Regions from separate parts of the Sus scrofa genome. Here region 2 is linked to region 1. A link is a contact called in public Hi-C data. All regions are on one chromosome and are shown on one strand. The core of a region is the stretch at or near the end of the contact, and the rest is flanking DNA. Distances in the headings are between cores, read along the strand shown.

What was found. A called contact is a pair of places that touch in the nucleus more often than the background predicts.
Region 2: a Hi-C map of embryonic fibroblasts shows a contact between it and region 1, with 3 times the contacts expected there. The contact joins two enhancer-like sites. A contact is called at or near these places in 4 of 47 Hi-C or Micro-C datasets (brain, embryonic fibroblasts, fetal skeletal muscle and 1 more) and 1 of 2 datasets of contacts at active chromatin or transcription factors (skeletal muscle).

The regions. Positions count from the first base shown.
Region 1 is chr15:44,760,459-44,766,552 of Sscrofa11.1, reverse strand. It overlaps WWC2 (protein WWC2), which reads right to left. Exons shown (of 25, transcript XM_003359464.5): 12 at 3,574-3,663; 13 at 1,829-2,448. Among named protein-coding and RNA genes, the nearest start is that of CLDN22, 41 kb to the left of the region's middle. Within about 2 kb of position 1,297, at least 7 of the 83 cell types and tissues checked have an H3K27ac peak or open chromatin away from gene starts, as enhancers often do. A contact at or near this core is called in embryonic fibroblasts, where this site is marked.
Region 2 is chr15:44,865,879-44,871,470 of Sscrofa11.1, reverse strand. No RefSeq gene overlaps it. Among named protein-coding and RNA genes, the nearest start is that of CDKN2AIP, 17 kb to the left of the region's middle. Within about 2 kb of position 3,855, at least 17 of the 83 cell types and tissues checked have an H3K27ac peak or open chromatin away from gene starts, as enhancers often do. A contact at or near this core is called in embryonic fibroblasts, where this site is marked.

The DNA of each region.
Region 1 (6,094 bases), core at 48-2,547:
CTGTTTCGTGGAGGCCCTGAAATACTGTTCTCCAGGCATGGACCCTCTGGACAGACACAGGAGCAGACTAAGGGTGAGGGGCAAGCCAGTGGCCAGGCAGACGATGCAGGAAGGCCAGGGATGCCAGTGCCTCAGGACTGCTGGGTAGGCTGACCGTGGGCTATGTTCTCCCAGATCCCATTCACTTCCCCAGCATCCAGCTTCATTTACTGGCCCCTCCAAGCAGACTGAACAGCAAAACCAGCTTGGAAATGCTCAAGAACTCTGAAAGCCTTCAAGCACAAAAGAATGGCCCCAAACCCACTCCACTTCTTCCCTCTCTTGCTCTGTCCTCCCTTTGTAAATTCCAGCGTTTGCAACAGGAAGTGGGTTTAGCAGAGTTTGCATTGCTTAGTGTCATATGGTTAATATTAATTACTGTGAACTGAGTGCCAACTGCCAGGCTGGGCTGGATGCTTCAGAAGCAGTTTAGGAGTATTAACCCTCCCAGGACCCCCCTCTAGCTCCCGCTTTGCAGATGAAGAACAACAAGCTTGAGAGACTAGGTAATGTGCTCACTGGAACACGGCCAGTCAATAAGGCCACCGAGACTCTAGCACAGGAGGGGCTGGCTCCAGGGGTGGCAGGACTGTGCCACACACCACATGCCTTTTTGGAGGCAGGCATGAGGCCTCACTGAAGGTTCCTGCTTTGCTGGAGCCGTTGTATAAACACCGCTCCTGTGCTCATTTTCTCTGTGGTTCATTATTTCAATAAGACATCACTTGTAGCTTTGGCACCTGCCAGGAGAGTGGCACACAAACCACAAAGGTGTTTCCTGTGCTCTGCCTCTGCCCCAGGCCACTGGCAGGCAGTAGTTTAGTTCAGTATTTGAAACCACACAAATGAGCTGCGTCTCTCCACCTCTTTAAAGTCTGAATTGGCCAACTCCTAGGGTCAAAAATACAAAATAAATATGCTTCTTGAAACAGCAAGAAAATACTTCTCAAGAGGCCTGTCCTTGACTGTTGTTGACTCAGGAGCACGTATGGATCTGAGCCAGGCTCCAGGGACCAGAGCTGGAGTTTATTCCACTTTTCGTGTGGGGTGGGCTCCTCGGACCACAGCTTTGACCATCTGCCAACCAGAGTGCCATCCCATTCTCTTTACAACTACATCTAACATGCTAAAAGCTTCTGCCTCCCAGAAGTGAGTAATTCAAAAAATATTAAATTCTCCCTCTGTTTCTGTCTCTGAGTACAAATGTGGCAGTAAGAACTCAATCCACTGCACTTTCTTGGGCTGCAACTAGTACTGTGGCCAGAAGATGGCAGGGTGACACCATGCATGGGGACTGGCTTTCTCCAAATTAACTTTGGGCAGAAAGGGAAAGTCTGGCATGAAACAAAAATTGTATTTATATAGAATTCCCATAGCAATCCAAACATTGAACCTTGGTACTAATTAGCTGGTACGCTAATTGCCTTGGTTTTAATCTGTTTTAGGCCAACTTTGAAAAGAAAGTCCTGTTGCCTCGGTATTTCAGAACCAAAACCTATTTGGAAGCCTGAGGTGTATATGCTCCCAGGCAACTGCCCTACAAAGTGGGCTACTAGACAACAGAATGGATACTTAGTGATTAAATCTATTAAATGGGGAAGGCGATTCGTATTTGCTGAAGAAATGTGTAGGTTTATAGCAATAAGAACTCCCAAATGAAGCCAAAATGAAAAAAGGAGCAGCAGCAGGAGAAGGGGGACAGGTACCACTTGTTTCCATGGGAGAAATAACCTCCAATCCTTCTCCTTACCGTGGCTGAGAGGGAACTGAAAGCAGGGTCTCCATTTACCTGCAGGCCCTTCAAACAGTGGCTCCCGAGCACATTCGGGGAGGCTCTTCTCCTCTGAGAGAGACTGGGGCACTCCCCCCGAGTCGGAGTCCAGCAAAAGCTGATTCTCTCCCAGGCCCAGATCTGCGAAACGGCTGCTCAATTCACAGTCCTCAAAGTCTGCGGCGAACTGATGTAGAGGGACGTCGTGGGAAGACATGGGGAACGTGCCTTCCAAGACCAGGGGCGAGCCGGGAGGGGACAAGGACGACAGGGAGGACCTGGAGGACAGGGACGCCACGGACTTGGGGGCCTCGCTCAGCGGGGGAGCGTGGCCTGTGGCTGCGGCCACGGCCCCGCAGGGCCCGCTCTGGCCGGGCTGGCTGGGGGACTTGACCACTTCGTGTTCGTGGATGGTGGTGATAGGTCCGGAGGGGATGTAACCACCTTTCTCCTGCAGGAGGAAGTCCAGTTTGTACTGATAATCCACGTCTAGCTGGTCACCCTGACCCGTGTAGTAGAGCTCGCTGGAACTGAGGGAGTTGAGCGACCCTCTGCTGGACGTGTTCAGAGACCCTCGGCTGGAGGCCAGGGAGCCCAGGCTGCTCCCGGAAGACATGGACAGGGTACTGGCCGAGAGGCTGAGGGAGGAAAGCACACGTGTTAGAACGGGGACGATGCGGCAAAGCCCCGCCGGCTCCTTTGGACCTGAGAGGGAGGCAACCCAGTGATACCAAAGGACAGTCAAAGACCGGGGAAAGGAACTTGCTTTCACATCGCACGTTCCGTGTTTCCTCGTGAACGTTTCCAACCTGGCTCCCTACATACTCTTTAAGCAGCAGCCCTACTCTTACTAAGAATCAGCCCCTTGTGCACAAGTTAGAAAAACTTTAAAAAAGGCATCAAACACCTATTGATAAACCTATCTGCATAAACATCCAGAAGCAACTATGCAGTTAAAAAAATACAGAAGGGGGGGTATCAACAGTACAAAGGGTTAATACAGTGACTTTACTTAAAGAATAAAACTTTCTGTTGTGAGAGAGGAAAAGGCAGGCTTCTAAAGACAAAGGCCCCACGGCTCACTCTCCTTCCTCCTCTTTTTGTGTCTATTTTAGGGGTGAATATGGGGTTACTCTAGGGCAAATCCCCCCCACCCCCTCCTTTTTAAAAGAATGGGTAATGTGGAGAAATGTGTCATTTTCCTAAGTATGTCCTGATAGTCAAAATACATCTTCTTCCCAATACATTTCAAACATATTCCAAATAGGACCCTGGGGTTCATGGGGAAAAAAAAGCAAACAAAACAAAAAACAGAACAAAAACCAAATCTCTACTACTTTAAATTTGATCATCCAAATTTTAATTGTACTAGTATAGATATTCTCTTACTTTTTTTTTTTTTTTTTGCTTTTGAGGGCTGCATCCGCGGCATATGGAAGTTTCCAGGCTAGGGGTCGAATTGGAGTTGCAGCTGCCGGCCTACACCACAGCCACAGCAATGCAGGATCCAAGCCACATCTGCAACCTACACCACAGCTCATGGCAACACCAGATCCTTAACCCACTGATCGAGGCCAGGGATAAGAACCCATGTCCTCATGGATGTTAGTCTGGTTGGTTACTGCTGAGCCACAACAGGAACTCCAATATTTTCTTACTTTTAAGTCATTGAAAGTAAAGAGAAAAAGAATGTACAAAGAACTAAAACATATCTGAATGTAGTCAAGAAAGATTTTCCCCTCAAGGAGACCAAACAGGCTTACTTTTTAAGTTGTGAATGCAAATATGTAGTTAACTTAGTAGTTTCTTCAAGTTTCTGTAGCAGTTCTTTTCTTCTCTCTTCCAATTTCAATCTAGACCAAAAAAAAAAAAAAAAAAAAAAAAAAGAATGAACTTATTTTCATGTGACTATGATCAAGTATGAAAACTGAAGGGAAAAAAAAGATTTTTATTATTTCTGCTTTGTGAAATTCGAATAAACTTGACACAGAGAAAACAGAACAACCCACCAGAAGGAAAGTGGGCAGAGTTGTCACAGCCACTGAGTGAAGCAGAGCACTGAACCAAGTGTGGCCAGTGTTACTGAGAATTTCTAAATTTCTGGTATTCTAAAACTTTCTTAAAAATGGGTAAACAGGAGTTCCCGAAGTGGTGCAGCAGAATCTAATCTGAATAGGAACCCTGAGGCTGTGGGTTCGATCCCTGGCCTTGCTCAGTGGGTTAAGCATCCAGCACTGCTATGAGCTGTGGTGTAGGTCACAGATGTTGCTCGGATCCTACGTGGCTGTGACTGTGGCATAGACCAGCAGCTGTAGCTCTGACTGGACCCTCAGCCTGGGAACCTCCATGTGCCTCAGGTGTGGCCTTAAAAAGCAAAAAAAAAAAAACAAAGTAAACAAAACAAACCTCACAAGTTCAGGGAAGATAGTGGGGAGGAAAAGAACAAGAAAAAACCAAATCAGAAATCCTTATTTTTATGGAATCCTTCCGCAGGCTTCAGGTTCCATTACTAAAACATTTGACAGCAATTCAGAAAATTAGAAAAGACTATCTAAGTAATGAATGTGGTAAGGACTGTTCCAAAATCATATTTAGTGATAAAAATTTCAGTCTTATTTTGATGACAATTTTGGCGTTGAAGAAACAAATTAGTCCATGTTGTCATTGTGAGCCAATTTGGGCTGAACTGTTTAAGCAAGAAGACATCCAAGTGATTTCTTTTCCCATCGACAGCACAGCTCGTCACCTGCACTGGATCATCAGGAGATTTCATCCACAGTCAAGTGGGGTCTTCAAAAAAATGTTGCCCAAGTTTGGGAACATTCCCATAGTCACAGCAGAGTTTAAAAGTGGGGGGCGGGGGCGGGGGGGACAGCCAACGCCATGAACTGTTTCAGGCCCTCTAAGTAGATTATCCTGTTTAACCACCTCCACAACCCTGTGGGGTAAAATCATTATTAACTGCATTTTATTTATTTACTTTTTTTGTGTGTGTGCTTTTTTTAGGGCCACACATGAAGCATATGGAAGTTCCCAGGCTAGAGGTCGAATCCGAGCTCCAGCCAGCCTACACCACAGCCACAGCCATGCCAGATCTGAGCCGTGTCTGCGACCTACACCACAGCTCATGGCAATGCTGGATCCTTAACCCACTGAGCAAGGCCAGGGATCAAACCTGAATCCTCGTGGATACTAGTTGGGTTCGTTTCCGCTGCACACCACCATAGGAACTCCCACTGACTGCATTTTATAGATAAGGAAACCGAGGGTGGGAAGGCCCAGCAGGTAAGCTGTGGAGTAAGGATGGGAACCCAGCTCTGCTTTGTTTGGGATGGAGGCTTGGCCCTCAGCCCTGCCGCTTCAGCTGTGACCACTTCGGCTTCCCACACATACACAGCCTCCCTCTTTCCCTCTGGCTCTGAAGGGGACACTCACAGCTGCACCAGTGTAGTGCCACCCTCCCTACTCCTTCTAAAACTCATCAAATTACGGTGAATGTTACCGATTTGGATTCTTGGCCTTCCTTAATCAATAAAAATTGATAAGGCCAGAAAGGGAAATTTAGACAAAGCTGCATTGGGGCTGCAGCTGCAGTGGGAAGGCAGCAATAGCAAATTTAACAGGTTCCCAGGCATTGCACGTTCACTCATTGGGGGTGGGATGGGGATGAAACAAGCCTTCGTGAGGATTTAAAAAAAAATCCAAGGAGTTCCTGTTGTGGCTCAGCAAATTAGGAACCCAATTAATATCCATGAGGATGAAGGTTTAATCTCTGGCTTCGATCAGTGGGTTAAGGATCTGCAAGTCACAGATGTGGCTTGGATCTGGCATTGCCACGGCTTATGACTTCGGCTGGCAGCTGCAGCTCCGAGCCAGCCCCTAGCCTGGGAACTTCCATATACCACAGGTGCAGCCCTAAAAAGAAAAACAAACAAAAACCCAGTATTATGGGATTGTGTACTTGAACACGCCATTTTGAAATATACGAGCAGATCAGCTACGGCAAGGTCTTTAGACATCATTGAAATGAACTCCCTCAGCATGGTCAGTGGGCAGCAGAATAGGACCCAGACAATCAGCATGGTCTTTGGGCTGGCTGGCTGCTTACTCCTGTGTCCTTAGGCAAGTCACTTAATTGAGGGTCTCAGCGTCCTCATCTATAAAATGGTGATTATGATCCTATAGTGTCTACCTGCTAAGACTGATCAAGGAATCACGGAGAGCAGCGTGTGTGAAAGGAGTCTGCAGACATCAGAACAAATCTCCCTGGTTTGAAGCCTCAGC
Region 2 (5,592 bases), core at 2,606-5,105, 100 kb before region 1:
ATGATATGTCTTTTTATTTGGATTAGATCTTCACTACACTTAAGCCTTCTCTTTTGCTCCCACCCGCAGACAGGTGTAAGGAGGGGCTCAAGAAGGTGGTGCTTGTCTGGTCAAGGCAGCGCCATGGCCCCTTTTGCCGTGGCTAAAGGTGAGCCATCGTGACCATCTTTCTCCCTGGGGAGGCTGCCCTGATACTCAGTTCCTGTCTACCCTTGCTCATCAGGCCCATTCTCCCTCAAGGTCAGTGATGGTACAGGTGGATCCTGGCTGAAAGTTTCATATACACCATTCCCTTGCAGTGCACCTGGAACACCCTCTTTGGCTGAAGTTATAGAGTGGACCCACCTGTACCATTTTCACTTTTGCTCCATATAATTTTGCTAGTATTTTATTTAGAATTTGTGCATCCATTGTAAATGATAATTGGTCTTGTGTGTGTGCGCTTGGCAAGATATTTGTCAGATGTTGGTACCAGGGTGATATTGACTTGAAGAAATGAACTGGAAAGGTTTGCTTCTTTTCCTGTGCACTGGAGCAAGTGTAAAGCAGGGACTATTAGTAATAACCAATTGAGCTGGCTTCAGGGAGTTTGTGCAAAAACAGTGCAGAAAAGGAGTAATTAGAAATACTGCTTGGGGGTGGTCTTTTGGACCAGCAGACAGAACATTCTTTTTCCAGATGTTTGCCATGAGAAACAGATTGTGTCTCCACCTTGCCAGCTGGTTTGGGTGAACACCACTGACCTCACAGCTTGCTTGTCAGAATTTCACAAATCCTCCAGTCTGTGTGCACCACCTCCCCCGAGCTGTCACTCTCAGCCCTGTTCTCTGCAGCAGGGGAGCTCCGAGGGGCCAATGGGCACCTGGCCCCACAGTCCTTTGCATTGCTTCACTTGCTAAGGCTGAGGGGAGTGAGTGGGACTGATTCAGAAGCTTCAGCACCTGCATATATGGAGGGCAGTGTTGCACTGGCCAAGGGCAGAGTCTTATCATTGGCTTTAAAAATAATGTTGGGGAGTTCCCATTGTGGCTCAGTGGGTTAAGTATGAACCCGAGTAGTATCTATAAGGATGCAGGTTCAATCCCTGGCCTCGCTCAGTAGGTTAAGGATCTGGCGTTGCCGTGAGCTGTGGTGTAGTTCAAAGATGCAGCTCAGATCTGGCATTGCTGTGGCTGTGGTGTAGGCCTGCAGCTTCAGCTCCAATTCAACCCCTGTCCTGGGAAACTCCATATGCTGCAGGTGAGCCCTAAAAAGAAAGAAAAAAATAATAATGTTGGCAGGGAGTTCCCACTGTGGCACAGTGGTTAAGAACCTGACTGCAGCAGCTGGGGTTGCTGTGGAAGCATGGGTTTGATCCCTGGCCTGGTACAGTGGGTTAAAGGATCCATGGTCACCACAGCTGTAGTAACATAAGCCACAGCTGCAGCTTGGAATCGATTCCTGGCTGGGGAACTTCCATATGTCACGGGTATGGCCATTAAAAAAAATAATAAAAATGTTGGTAGCTGGTCTGAAAAAGGGGAGGAGGGTGAGAGATGTAAGGAGATTAGGCTGTGGGTCTAGTTTTCTTGATCTTCGTAGAAGAGAATGTTCGTTGGAAAGGTTTTCTCATCAGCAGGTTGACAGGCCGCTGTAGTCAGTAGCTCCGTTTATAAAGGAACTAGAAAGTAGTGAAAACCTCATCCTATTTTATAATTAGTTCCACCTGTGCCTGTTGGAAGGCCCAGATGGTGTGTGTTGTGGGAGTGATGAAAATGAATGGAGGGAACAGGGAGATCCCCAGGTGACTTGTTAGAGACACTTGTCACTCTGTGTTCCGCTAGAACCTGATTATATATATATATATATATATATATATACATACATACATGCCACTGTAATTATATATGATATATACTTTATATATAAATACATGTATTTTATCTCATATGTAATACAAAAAATACGTATGAGAAAGAGAGGAAGTACCATTTCATTTACTGAACACAATTCATTTCAACATATGGACATTTTAACTAAATTACATAAAGGGTTTTCCTTCTAAATTTCACCTCAGGGTTTATGAATGAAATGCCATTCAGACCATAAGGATGTAACTGAACTGCCCCAGGGGGAGGGGCTGAGCAGAGAGCCACGCTTTGTGGGAGCCCTAGAGCCGCCCAGGCTCCTGACCGGACTCGCTTGCCATTGTCATCCGCTTGGGCAAAAAAGTCTGCAGTGAGAGCTCCCCAAGGGCAGTCACTTAAACACCACTGCCTGTTCGAATTATCTCTCCAGGGACTGAAAAAATAGAAACTTTGGGAGTTCCTGCTGTGGTGCAATGGGCTCAGCCACGTAGTCTTGGGAGAGCTGGGATGCAGGATTGATCCCCGGGCACAGTGCTGTGGATTAAGAGTCTGGGGTTGTCGCTGCTGTGGCTTGGATCTGATCCCTGGTCTGGGAACATCATATGCTGAGAGGCGGCCAAAAAAGAAACAAAAACTAAAACACTTTGCCCCTTGGGAGTTCCTGTTGTGGGCAGTGGTTAACGAATCCGACTAGGAACCATGAGGTTTCCGGTCCAATCCCTGGCCTTGGTCCGTGGGTTAAGGATCCAGCATTGACGTGAGCGTAGGTTGCAGATGCGGCTCGCGTCCTGCGTTGCTGTGGCTCTGGCCTAGGCAGGTGGCTACAGCTCTGATTCGACCCCTAGCCTGGGAACCTCCATATGCCGTGGGAGCAGCCCAAGAAATGGCAAAAAAAAAAAAAAAAAAAAAAAAAGACAAAAAAACCCCCCAAAACACTTTGCCCCTGGATCCAGACCACCAGGGCACCTCTGTGGATAAAACAGATATGTGAATGGGCCACACTGAAAGCAGCAGTACAGTATTAGTGACAATAATTATGTGGTCCCAAATCCAGCCTCTGGCTCAGTGACAGTCATTACCAGCCCTTGAAGGTTTACTGTGTACCTGTGCTACTGTCTACAGGATGGTTTATTGAGATATTTGAGTTTTTTTGAGTTGCTGTTCTTCCTGTTGTTTTCCTCCTTGTTTACCATCCCAAGTTTGGGCTCTCTTGTCTCGTGGTGGAGATGGTGGGAGATGTTTCTTTAGAGGCAGAGGACAGACTTTGAAGTCTTGGAAGGGAAGAGGTGGGAGGTGGCAGAGCGACATGAGGCTTGGAGAAGTTTCCTCTGGGCTGGCAGTGGAACACCCATTTGAGTGGATTCTATACGTAATAGAGATGCAAGCACCACCCCGCCTTATACTCAGGGGCCTGGTTGACAGTCTTTAGGGACCAGGCTGGAGATACAAAATACATCTTGGCATTGACCTCTGATGGACACAGGCTAGAGCCCAACTCTGGTTTTTTGGCCACCACAGATATGCCAGTGATTCTTGTGTGATCCTGGAGATGGGAGGAGACCCCCAACATGACTGAGGTTGAATTTCTCCCTCTGCAGGAGAGTTAACTTAGAAAAATTTAGAATGTGGCATTTAAAACATACTGCTTGTTTTAGAATAAAATTCAGAACCATTAAATATCTCTTATCTCATTAAAACTCACAATACTCCGACGAAGTAGGTATTACTGTCATCGCCATTTTGCAGGGGATGCGGTGCCTTCCAGGGGTAAATAGCTCAATTACAGCTAGTAAGGTAGTGCTGGGAACCATCTGGAGGGGAGTGCCCTCCCTCCTCCTTTGCATAATAATTATGGACTTTTCATTTTTGAGTTTGGCTAAGCCTTTGTTTTGAAGTGGTTTCTCCTAAATTCCTTTATGAGAAATTGAATCCATCATGGAGTACCCACTGCACAGATCCACTTGGTCACCGCAGCCAGAGTGCAAGCTTCCTTGCTGAGCAGGGCTGCTGTTCCCCCTACAGGAGGGCACAGAAAACACAAGTGTCACTCACCAGGTCCCCAGGCTCACTTGCTCTCAACCAGGCAGGGAAGGGAATTCAGGCTCAGTGTTAACAAAAAAAAAAAAAAAAAAAAAAAAAATTAAAGAAAAAAAAGTAAAAGAAAGAAACACCCATAAGAGAGTCCTTTGTAACAATTTGGTAATCCAAACAGAAAAACCTTTGATAAGACCCCTGGGAGAGCTTAAATATTTTTCCTCTCTCACTCTCTTGAGTACAGGATGGCTGCAGGTCAACCCTGAAACAAGATGACCGATTCCACCAGTATCAATAAAGCCCTCATCCTGGAGGAAGGAAGTGGGGTCTGGTTTCCACTGTTGCTCTAAAAAAAAAAAATCAGGGCTTTGTTTCTCAGGATTGCTCTTCCAGGAGTTGTAACACACTGCGGTTTGCTTTGGCAGAAAAAGCGCCTTCTGAACACAAAGGGCTGTTTTACGCCAAAGCCGCGCTGAGCTTGCGGGATGTTCCGCCCTGAGGCCACTGGGTGGCGCTCAAAGAGCCGGGATGGCGGGTGAGGCTCGGGCTTCGAGCGCAGGCGGGTCCAAGTGGGCACGACTGTTCTAGAGCCACCGCGCAGAGGTGGCTCTGAGGCAAAGAGAGTGGGCCCAATCCCCCCAAGCCTCTTTCAGTGTGGACAGTCGTGGTTTTCTCCCACTTATATAAGGAAGGAATAAAAGCATATTTAGAAAGGATGTTTTTACTTGGGAAATGCTGTTTGTATTGGTTTGTAAAAGAACACTGCACAAAGTGTGTAAATGCAGCATCAAGGGTGTGAGAGAGGACTCATCTCGACTCCATGTGGCATCAGCTGGGACAGGTGGGGCGCTGGAGGATCCACTTACAAGATGGCATTGGCACACATCTGGAGAATTGGAGTTGGCTGTTGGCTGAGAGCTCAGCTGGCGCTGAGAGCCTGGGGCCATGGTTCCTGTCCCTGAGGGCCTCTCCACCATGGGCTCGGCCTTTCTCAGTCTGCCTCCTGGGTTCCCAAGAGTGAGTCCCAAGAGACGGGAAGTGGGAGTTTTCGGTTTCTTAAGGCTTGGGCCTGAAATTGGCACTTCAGCTGTCTTGCACCCACTGTATTCTACTGGTTACATAGTTGCTGGGGTCAAGTTCAGGAGTAGAGGGTAGAGATGCCACTTGATTGAAGCAGTATCAGAGAATTTGGGGCCACGTTTTCTTTTTTTTCTTTTTGGGGCCACATCCGAGGCATATGGAATTTTCCCAGGCCACGGTCAAATTGGAGCTGCAGCTGCCAGCCTACACCACAGCCACAGCAACGCCAGATCTGAGATGTGTCTGCCACCTACACCACAGCACACGCCTGTGAGCCATTATTATGACATTATTATAACCCACTGAGCAGGGCCAGGGAGCAAATCCACATCTTCATGGATACTAGTCGGGTTCATAACCTGCTGAGCCACAATGGGAACTCCCTGGGGTCATGTTTTCAAACTGCCACACCCAGGATCCTGCCTTTACCCCTCTCTTCTCCTCTTTCTGCTCCTTTTTACTCTTTGCCTCCATCCTTCTAGGCTGGGGCTGGTGGGAACAGTCACCAGAAGTCATGACTATGGCTCACACCTCAACCTTAGGGCTGCTTCCATCAGTGGTAGCCAAGCGTACAGATGAAAAAGGATGGCCGTAATTTAATGTGTCCCTTCTAGGGGGGATGGGGAGGAGG